Regions from separate parts of the Danio rerio genome. Here all the other regions are linked to region 1. Evidence: chromatin contacts called from public Hi-C data. All regions are on one chromosome and are shown on one strand. The core of a region is the stretch at or near the end of the contact, and the rest is flanking DNA. Distances in the headings are between cores, read along the strand shown.

Region 1 (3,498 bases), core at 578-3,077:
ATAGTTCTGTTAATGTTGCTTTGAAGTCACACTTGCATGCTATTTCAGACCGAATATTCAAATCAGTGTAGTAAACAACATAGGGAGCATGTCACAATTTGTCACTGAACAAAGGTGTGAATATAAAACCAACTTTACAGCAGGTCACCAAGTTTACCTCAATGACAGAGATGAAAACAATATTAGGGATGTTTTGATGCCCTCGATTCATCTCTGTGAAGTCATTGAGGTAAACTTGGTGACCTGCTCCCTATATTGTTTACTGCGCTACTTTGAAACAACATTAGCACTATTTAATAGACTGTTAACTGTGTTGTACTTTGATTGTCATTTGGCTGCCAATATGATTTCCCTATTTACAATTTGGAAGGAATAAATTTGGAAAGTGAATGAAACTTTATCCCAATTAAAACAATGTTAGAGATGTTTTGATGCCCTCTGGATTCATTGGGGTAAAATTCATTCACTGTCCAAATTCATTCCTTCCTAATTCTAAACAGGGAGATCATATTGGCAGCCAAATGACTACCAAAGTACAACATTGTTCACAGTCAGTTAAATAGTGCTAATGTTGTTTCTTACTTACAGACCGAATATTAAAAGTATTGTGGTAAACCATATAGGGAGCATATCACGAGCTGTCACTGAATGAATGTGTGAATATAAAACCAACTTTACATCAATGATTTCACAGAGATGAATCCAGAGGCCACCAAAACATCCCTAACATCGTTTTTATTGGGGTAAAGTTTCAAATTCATTCTTTCCAAATTCTTAATATTGAAATCATATTAGCAGCCAAATTACTAGCGAAGTACAACATTGTTTACAGTGAATTAAATAGTGCTGCTAATGTTTTTTGAAGTCACACTTACATGTGATTTCATACATAAAATATTCAAAGTAGCATAGTAAACATAACCGTGTCGCAGGTTGTCACTGTTCGAAAATGAACGAATGTGTATTACTATTGAATATAAAACAAACTTTACCTCGATAGTAGTTGTTTTTTTACTAAATGGCAGGCCAAATAGTATCACTGAAGAGCAAATTGGATTGGACACACAAAAGTAAGCTACTTAAAGCTGAAACCAGCAGAGAACAGCGAGGTAAATACACTGGCAGGCAGAATAACACAGTAAGAAACATTTAACATAAACTCTGAAGCCAAGAGCAGAATATTAGATGATTTCAGCAGCTTGATGCCTTAAAATAACCCCGTCTGGCCCAACGCATCTATTCAAAACCACCAGTAGATGCTCCATATTACACTGCACGCCAAAGTCTACATTTTAAACACTGGATTGTCCGGTGTTTATATGCATGACTTAAATCCCTTAAGATACATCCATTCATATTTGTTTCTATTCATCAAGCTATCTGTATATCATGGCCCAAGTGTCTCAAAACCTGCTTAGTTACTTACACAGACATCATTGTAAGCATTATAGCGCATTTACAACGTTCAAGCAGCATTTAAAACGTACAGCGTTGTACTGAACGCTTCGAGCAAGTCTAGGGCGGTCAGGTATGTTCTCTAGAAAGGCAGCTTAGTAGGTTTTGAGACACATTCACTGAGTTAATATCCAGCATGTCTGTGTTTCGCAATTTGCTGAATTAGACACCCTCACAGCGAACATTTGTGACGCATCTGCAGCTATGGTGTTGATTATATGTTGGTTAATTATAATAAACACCGTGTGCGTATTTGCAAACAATATTGATTGTGAATAAGCACTGAAACTACCTTCCAATTGACTGCAGGGATCCTCCTGTCAACCTGGAATTCAATCCTCTTCTGGTCGGTCTGCTGGTACAGCCTAACTTCCTCTGAGGCCAAGCAACGCCCTAATAAGATTTTGACAAAGCGGATTGGGCAGTAGTAGCGTTCCTCCCATCCTAAGCTCGTATTGTGATTGGCTACTGTTCCGTACGCAACTGCAAACGTGTGAGATGATTGGTGTAAATTGGTAGCTGTTTCGCCTTGCCGAATTGAAGGCGTTTATTGGTTTGCGATGAGGCGGTACCCGTTTACTGGGAGTTAACTGGTCGCGAGAGTAGTCGATCCTTGCGTCGGATTGACAAGGTTGGTTTGACTGCACAAACGGAAGGCTTGTTTGTCTTGTGATTGGAAGTTTACTTTGGGTACATAAAGTGACCATAAAAGGATAAAGTTTGCACATTGTGATTCGCGAAGGAAGACGTCAGTCAATGAGACAAAACACATAAGGTGATGCTGGATTTTTCAAGCTTGGGGTTAGTCTAGTGACCCCCTGGGTGGCCTAATAGGAGTCATGTTTTACAGCTCGAAAACATGTAAAACTTTTGATTGGCTGTAAAATGTAATGTATATTAATTATAGGCTAAATAATAAATATTAATAAAAATAAACAAATACATAAAAAATAATCCAATTACCATTACAAATAAATAAAATAGGATTAAAAGTACATGATAATTGATAAAATATATAAAAAAATGTATAATCGATTAATACATTAATGCTAAAACCTTCCTCGTGTTGGCGTGGCTTTCCTGCAGATGTTCCGGTTTCCCCAACAAGTCCAAAGACCTGTGCAATAGGTGAATTGGGTAAGCCAAATTGTCCGTAGTGTATGTGTATGAATGAGAATGTATGGGTGTTTCCCAGTGATGGGTTGCAGCTGGAAGGGCATCCGCTGTGTAAAACATACGCAGGATAAGTTGGCGGTACATTCCGCTGTGGTGACCCCTAATTAACAAAGGGACTAAGCCAAAAAGAAAATGAAGGAATAAATAATGTTAAAAAAGTCATATTTGATTTATTTACCATAATGTTTAATTCAAAACCTTTCAATATTAGTTAACGACGATAATATATAATGCTATCAATATTACATATTATTTTATAACATCCACAATATTTTGTTTTAATTTCCTCAATTTTACACTTCTTAATGTATGATATAATTTATTCTTATTTTACTTCCTACATTTATGTTATATAATATTTAAATAAATATATTTTTAGTAATTAAAATAAATGTAATATTATATTACACTAAGTCATTTTAAAAACATATTGACTTAATATTAAAACAAAAATCAGGGACAAATGAGTAATTTCATAAATATATTCTAAAATAATAACAACAACAATATTGTTTAAAACAGATTTCAAAAATAGTATGACAGTCACAGTAGGATGTGCGATAATCTGGATGATGTAGAAATGTATTAAAGAATGAAAGCAAGTGAACAATGGTGCTACACAAAACATGATTCAAAGATGACTCCTTATATTTACAAAATTTTTTGAGTTAAGTGGTTGTAAACAATTTATTTGGGCTAAACTTAAACAAACAAAATAAGTTGAGCATTACTAAATTTCATTTGTTGGTTTAAATTCAACCTTTATAAATTGTTTGCAACAATTTTGCAGACATCATCTTTTCAGTGTACTTGCGAAATAGTTTACCAGAGTCTATTTTGCTTTTTCAAAAAATAACATTACTCTGA
Region 2 (3,381 bases), core at 154-2,653, 190 kb after region 1:
AGACAAGACGTTTATCTGGTAGTGTATATTGTAATATTGAATGAAAAAATAAATAAATCTGAAAAATCCCATATATGCATTAAACGCTATGCTTGAAGAAATATAATGGAAAGCAAACCCTAAAACACCAGGGGCCTCATGTACAAAATTGTGTTGAATTCATACTAAAACATTGCATACAGACAAATCTGTAAATGTGCGTACGCAGTAAAAAATTCAGATGTATGAAACACTGCGTACGTGGAATCCCACGCATATTCTCTTTGTACATCTGAATTAACTTAAAACTGAGTGCATATGCACGAGTGCAAAACCCCTCCCAGCCTCCTCCCCATATGAAAATGGTAATGACTCCACTTTGGCAAAACCAAACGAAAAAGTAATGGCAAAAACAAGCCATAAGAGAAACTTCACAGAATGCGGATTGGCAGTGCTCATATCGGAGGTAGACCGGAGAGAAACTGTTTTTTTTTTTTTTTGGCAAATTTGTCTTCTGGAATTAATAACAAAAGAAAAAATAGAGTGGGAGAGTTTAGCTGAAGCGATTAATGCAGTGGGGTCTGAACATTGCACTGTGAACGAATTAAAAAAAAGAAATGGTCCGATGTAAAGGTGTAGGTTAAGAGGAGAACAGCGGCGCACCGTCAAAGTGTGTACAGAACATGCAGGGGAACAGGGGATGCTTAACTAACATCCTTTGAAAAGAGAGTTGCCTTAATTGTGGGCAACACTTTACTGAGTCAATGGAAAAAAAACAAGCACAACAAATACACATACACCAGACATGAAGTTGGTGTGGACCAACGCACATTCTCACGTTAATTTCATCGTTAGTAAATCCAAACGGGAGCGTGAAATCTGGCGTACTCAAAGTTTCTGTGCGTATGCAGCGTTGATACATGAGGCACCGGTGTAAATGGGAATGTGTCTCCATCGTCTAATCAAACCAAAGCTCATCTTAACACTTAATAATGTCATTGAAATCTTTCTCCCAAACAATACAAATTTACTTAATTCCAATTCTGATCCTTAACTCTGTTTTTCGAAGATGCCTTTTTTGAAACCACAAAACTTTTAAGCGACAACATTGACAGACTTTCTATTTGCATAAGACACACAGAGTTTAAAAATCAATAAAGAAATTAATTATTTATTCTTTTCATTACCAGACTGCAGCTCTAGTTGTCAATGAATGCCAGGTCTGTTAGTCTAAAACACTTGCACGACAATAGAAGCGTCAAAAGAAACAGAAGCTCATCATACCATCTGGAATAACAATCCATTAGCAAGCTCTAAAGGGGGCTGTGGGTAAACACATTCTTACACCTAAAACATGTGTACCTGCCCTCTCTCACAGAGCAAGTCAACACTTGGAGACAGAGACGAATGTCCTGTGTTTGTCAAGTCCGCCTGTGTGTACAGAGAAGAGGTCAGGCTAAACAATGAGATCAGGAATGCCCATCACCACCACATACACACACAGCAGATAACAATGCCAACTTGCCTAAAACTGTGATTTACAAGGCAAAATCCTTCGCATTCCCTCATATCTTCAGCTCGCGTCCTCTTGAGAATCAACGAGGCCAGGAATATTTCTTATCTGCTTGTTTGTATGGGGACGCCAGAAGTTTTGGATGACTTGAAAGCCAGATCTGATTGAAAGAGAACTTTATTTCCCCTCAGGCCAGGGACACGTCGGACTGTGAAACCACTAGACTGTGAAAGCATCTGCATCAGAAACAATAAATGAATTGAAATTGTACGCCAGATCGGGGTAAACCTCACTGACTTTGAGTTTTTAACAGGCTTGTTTTCCAGAAAAAATATATAAACGGTTGCATAAGATAAAATGACTTGAGAAACAATAAGATATAGAAAAATTCCACTGACAGATTCTTTTTCGTCTTAGTTTTCAATTAATTAAACAGGAGTGAAGTTGCATTTAGATCAAATTTAATTAGATTTTAAAAATTATACAAATTCTTTTTCCACATTCTCTGTCTGTTTTGTATGCGGTGTTGCTTCCTAAAGAGATTCATCCAAAATAAATTCAATCTAAAATAAAAATGTACTCACTATTTACTCTCTTTCAGGTAGTTTTAAATCTTTGAGTTTCTTTCTTTTGTCGAACACAAAAGAAGATCATTTGAAGAATGCTGAAAACCTGTAGTCATTGTCTTCCATACAAGGAAAAACAATTAGGTTTCCAACATTCTTCAAAATATCTTCTTTTTGTGTTTAATAGAAGAACCAGATCAATGTTTGAACAAGTAATATTTCAGCAGGTTTTACAAAGTCAAATTTAAACGTTTTAATGATCATTATGAACGAAATTTCAGACTTGTACAGGACTTTCTTTTCTTATGGCCAGCAAAAGATTTTTGCTTCATGAAAACAAACAAAAAATGAATTAGTCATTTCTTAGCTACATATTTTTTTTAAAAAGCATCAAAACAAGTAAACCCTAAATGTGTGCATGCATGTTATTTTAACATAACTTTCCTTACAAAAAAAAAAAAAAAACTCTTTAAAAACTATTATTATCTAAACAGTCTGTCCAGGCCAGTGCCTGCTCTAGAAATACACATAGAATGTTAAAACAAACTTGTTGCAAGGATGATAATCAAACCACATTGGTAAATAGAGTAATAAATAAATGGATTGCTGGTAGTTTGATAGGTGTTGGCTCGACTGAGTAACTTTGTATGGTTGTAGGAAAATTAAGACCTGTTTAAAATGATTTAAGATCTACAGTACAACATTTCATTGATTTGAACCCTCTATTGCACACATTATGATAGATCTATATAAAATAATGGACTTTTTCTTTTCTTAGAATGGCTTGACTTGAAGTGTTGAAAAAAAAACTGGGGGAATTCTCTTTTTTAAGGTATTATATGATATGTTGCCATGTGACAAGATTCAACAGTAGATCTAACTTAGACATTTTAAATTTAGAACTTTACTTATTTTTTTTGTTTGTTTGTTTTGTTTGAAATGATTTAATTTAATCTAACTGGTGTTGCAGTATTATAAGCTTTAACACAGAACTTGACACCTTATACATACTTTCCAACAACTGTTATTCCAACAGCTTTCATTTATCCCATTCTTTTTTTGCTGAATATTATTGAAAACAAACATAATATTGTATGATCATGTATACAACATATAGTATTACCTTTATTAAATATTATAACAAATAAATAACAAGTCTAGTATATCCAAATGCATCAGAATAATGTAGCTACTAGCTAACAATGTTTATATATTATACTATATACACTATACTACGCCTGTCTAATCTGCCCCTGAGCTAACTTTCCTGAAATGTGACCATCCTTGCTCTTATCAAAAGTCCAATCTGCATAATTCTCATTG
Region 3 (3,432 bases), core at 499-2,998, 220 kb after region 1:
GTCAGACAGAAAATGAAAAGCACACAGCAGAACCTCTGACACGTGTCTTTCACACATATATATAAACATTCACATATCTTTTGCGAGTTCATTATTTGAGATGTAGAACTGGAAAAGCGGTCGCATGGAGAGACATAGCAGCACTGCTGAAGATTGTGGCTGTTTACAGCAGTTTGATGGATAAATTTGAACTTGTAGTTAAATTGTTAGCGGTGCCAAACAGCATTTCCCATTGTTTACATCCTTGTTTGCACCCTTACTACAACATGTCACTAATGCTAGATACCATGCATATAATAGATCAATTTTAACAAATCAAAATACGTACAGGTTGTGACTCACATTCCACATCTTCCATCTATTATGGTTGAACTTTTCCTTCTTTGAGGAGTCTTTAGCTGAATCCAGCCCTGATCTGGGAAAGATTCTGGAAGCTGTCCTTTGTCAAATGCTAGAGCTATACATTTTTTTATAATTCTCTGGAACATACTTAAAATTAAACTGTGAGCACTACACTCTTTGTGTCGTGTTCCTTGGAAGCCCAAATACAGAAATCGAATGAGCTCTGTGAAATTAGCAGCATTTGGACAGCATTTTAGCTTTCTCTGCTATAGCATTACAGCGTCTCTGGCCATACCCCTTCGCTGCACACAGTGTATGCGCGTAACCTAAAGCTTCTGTGATCTCACTAGCCTGGGTGTCTTTTCTGTAGTCCCCAAAATTTGTTCGCTGTAATCTTTCCTAAGCTAACTCTGTAAAAGCCAATGTCTTACTTTGAGCATATTACATTCAGAAATGTTGTTCACACAGCTACATTACACATCAACTCAAGTTTAAAATATCATAGTGGACCACCCCTTTAAAATATAATAAAATATAGTATTATCATTTGTGTACGCGTATGTTGAATAATAATAAAGACGACAAAAAGCATTTTCAAAATATTTGATTTCAAGATTTAAACATTAAACTAGCAATTTTGCTTGCATTCACTGTGCTCTCTGTAGATTTAAAAAATATATTTTTTAATTAGAATTTAATATGTATTTAATATTTCCCAGAGATGGGTTGTGGCTGGAAGGGCATCCGCTGCGTAAAAACTTGCTGAATGAGTTGCCGGTTCATTCTGCTGTGGCGACCCCGGATTAATAAAGTGACTAAGCCGACAAGAAAATGAATGAATGAATGCATTTAATATAAATGTGGTCTTTCACAACTTTTTCCATTCACTTTCAAAATGTTTACAAATGCTTTTTTTTTCAATGTTACTAGAAGCTTCTTGTGTCTCTTATCTTGCAGCTTGTTTTTGTTTGTTTTATGCAATAATACAATACACATCCTTTCAAATCAGTTTCGATTATGTAAATCAGGAAAGTCAGGCATTTCAACACTAAATCACTCGCCCTCTGGCCTGCAACAGGAAGTGAGGTTGGGAAATCTCTCTGGTTACCCTTTCAGCCAAACACACGTTTCCTGAGGTAATTTTTGTGCCTTATCAAGTACATTCCAGTGTGTGTGAGCTACGCAAACTCTTTAGGTTGGTCTATCTTTACTATTACACTGAGCTTCTCCCCCTGCACTGGTGATAAAATACAGCCAGCGTGCTTAAACCAATAACTGGAAACATTCACACACACAAAAAACGTATGTATCATTTAAACAAGCACTGACAGGTCAAAGCGGGATCCGCCTGTATGGACACTCCTAACGTTTGTAGGAGTTGCCTTGGGTGGTTCATCACAGTAAAAAAATATAGAGACAGAGGAGCTGGCAAAGTGAGAAAAAGATAGTAAGCACTCTAAATAGTGTAGCACTGCAAACCTTGCCAGCTAATGCAGGAATGTTCATGGAGTTAGTTGCAAATCCCATTCCGAACGCCATGGCAGACTCCACTCTCAGAAATGACGCCACCAGTTTCTCCAACTTCTCGTGTCTGTCAAGGTTGCCTAAGCAAATCACACATATAAATCAGCTAATGCATGCAAACACTCACTCACTCACTATAAACAGTAGCTGGAGAACCTACAGGCACCTGTGTATATTTCGAAAGCAAATATAATCTAGAAAGCTCCTGCATAAACCCATGCAATAAATATTTAAAGTTGGCATGAACTGATAATTCACGTTCCTTTTTAGATGCATGTTAGTGATCGCATATTCATCAATGTATGTTTTAATGTAATAAAAAGGTCTTATATTAATGATAATATTGCAATTGTGTTTTTTTCTTTATTAAGGATTTTCAAATAGTACAAACAACAAAGACAATCAGACAAACAAACAAACAAACCATGGCCAAGCGTTGCAAATTAAATGAAATTTACAAATGTAAGTTTAAAAAACGTACTGTTTGTAGTTAGGGTTAAAAGTACATTTCAACAAAGGAAGAAATCCACATGGAAATAGTTGGATTTGAGAAATAGACTGTTTTAGCAATGTACATTTCTTAACCAGAAATGTAAGAGTTGTAAACAGAGGTTTGAGGTCTGAGTCAAAAAGGTCTTCAGGAATGTCATTCAACAAAAAAGTGAAGGGGAGGTAAAACGTTTTTCAATTCTCTCTTGGATTGCAGAATGAACCCCTCTCCAAAATGGTTGGATGTGAACACAGGAATAAAATACATGAAAAAAATTTGCCCTTAAGTTTTGCATTTAAAACAGAGGTCAGAACAGGCTGGGAACATTTTAAGGCGGTGAACGTGTAAAATAAATTCTGTGGAAAAACTTAAAACTTTGTTCATGTATGGAAATTGAGGTACAATTTGGAAAAAGTACCATCACAGATCTTGGACCAATCTTCAGAATCAAACAGAACCCCTAGGTCCAAATCCCCATTGTGGTTTCAAGGAATCATAAACTGAGGAATCAGAGTTAACTAATATGGCATAGAATTTAGAAATAAGCCCTTTAAAAGAATTTAATGACAGCATGGTTTCTTCCAGTTTCCATAATTTAAAACAAAATTAGCTTTGCTTTAATAGGGAAACTATAAAATGCCAAATTTGAAGATATTAAAAAAGTCTTCAGGGGTAATATCAAAATATGTTCTAATTTGTTCAAATGATTTCAAAATTTAAGAGGTAAACATTCCTGAAAAGTCAGACAAACCTTTAGAACCCCAGAGCAATTGTGGTTTTAATGATGAGCAATCTGACATTATCGAATGCCAACGAGTCATTTAGGGTTTCTGGAGGTTTCCCCAAGTTAACTTTTAACAACCATAAAGGAGGAAATTTCAGACCGATATAGGGCTAAATGCTAATAATTTATTTTAATGAGCCAGCAGAAAAAAAAAATGTATTAGCCCAATCAAAAAAACTAATTCCAATTACTTATTTCTAAGCCATGGATTTCAAATAATGTGTCAAAACAAGCAGGATCCCAGTTGTATAGATTTTTTTTTCCAACGCAACTTTTTACAAACTAAATGTAT

Evidence for each region. A called contact is a pair of places that touch in the nucleus more often than the background predicts.
Region 2: a Hi-C map of embryo shows a contact between it and region 1, with 2.5 times the contacts expected there. The contact joins the enhancer-like site here to the promoter of setd3 in region 1. A contact is called at or near these places in 2 of 18 Hi-C or Micro-C datasets (caudal fin and embryo).
Region 3: a contact with region 1 is called in a Hi-C map of embryo, with 2.3 times the contacts expected there. The contact joins the enhancer-like site here to the promoter of setd3 in region 1. A contact is called at or near these places in 3 of 18 Hi-C or Micro-C datasets (caudal fin, embryo and hematopoietic stem cells).

What each region holds. Positions count from the first base shown.
Region 1 is chr17:19,300,018-19,303,515 of GRCz12tu, reverse strand. It overlaps setd3 (SET domain containing 3, actin histidine methyltransferase), which reads right to left and starts at 1,827. Exons shown (of 13, transcript NM_200054.1): 1 at 1,748-1,827.
Region 2 is chr17:19,106,338-19,109,718 of GRCz12tu, reverse strand. All of the region lies in intron 9 of sptlc2a (serine palmitoyltransferase, long chain base subunit 2a), which reads right to left. Among named protein-coding and RNA genes, the nearest start is that of ism2a, 23 kb to the left of the region's middle. Within about 2 kb of position 1,403, at least 10 of the 62 cell types and tissues checked have an H3K27ac peak or open chromatin away from gene starts, as enhancers often do.
Region 3 is chr17:19,082,992-19,086,423 of GRCz12tu, reverse strand. It overlaps sptlc2a (serine palmitoyltransferase, long chain base subunit 2a), which reads right to left. Exons shown (of 12, transcript NM_001020619.2): 5 at 1,822-1,946. Among named protein-coding and RNA genes, the nearest start is that of sptlc2a, 12 kb to the right of the region's middle. Within about 2 kb of position 1,748, at least 11 of the 62 cell types and tissues checked have an H3K27ac peak or open chromatin away from gene starts, as enhancers often do. A contact at or near this core is called in caudal fin, where this site is marked.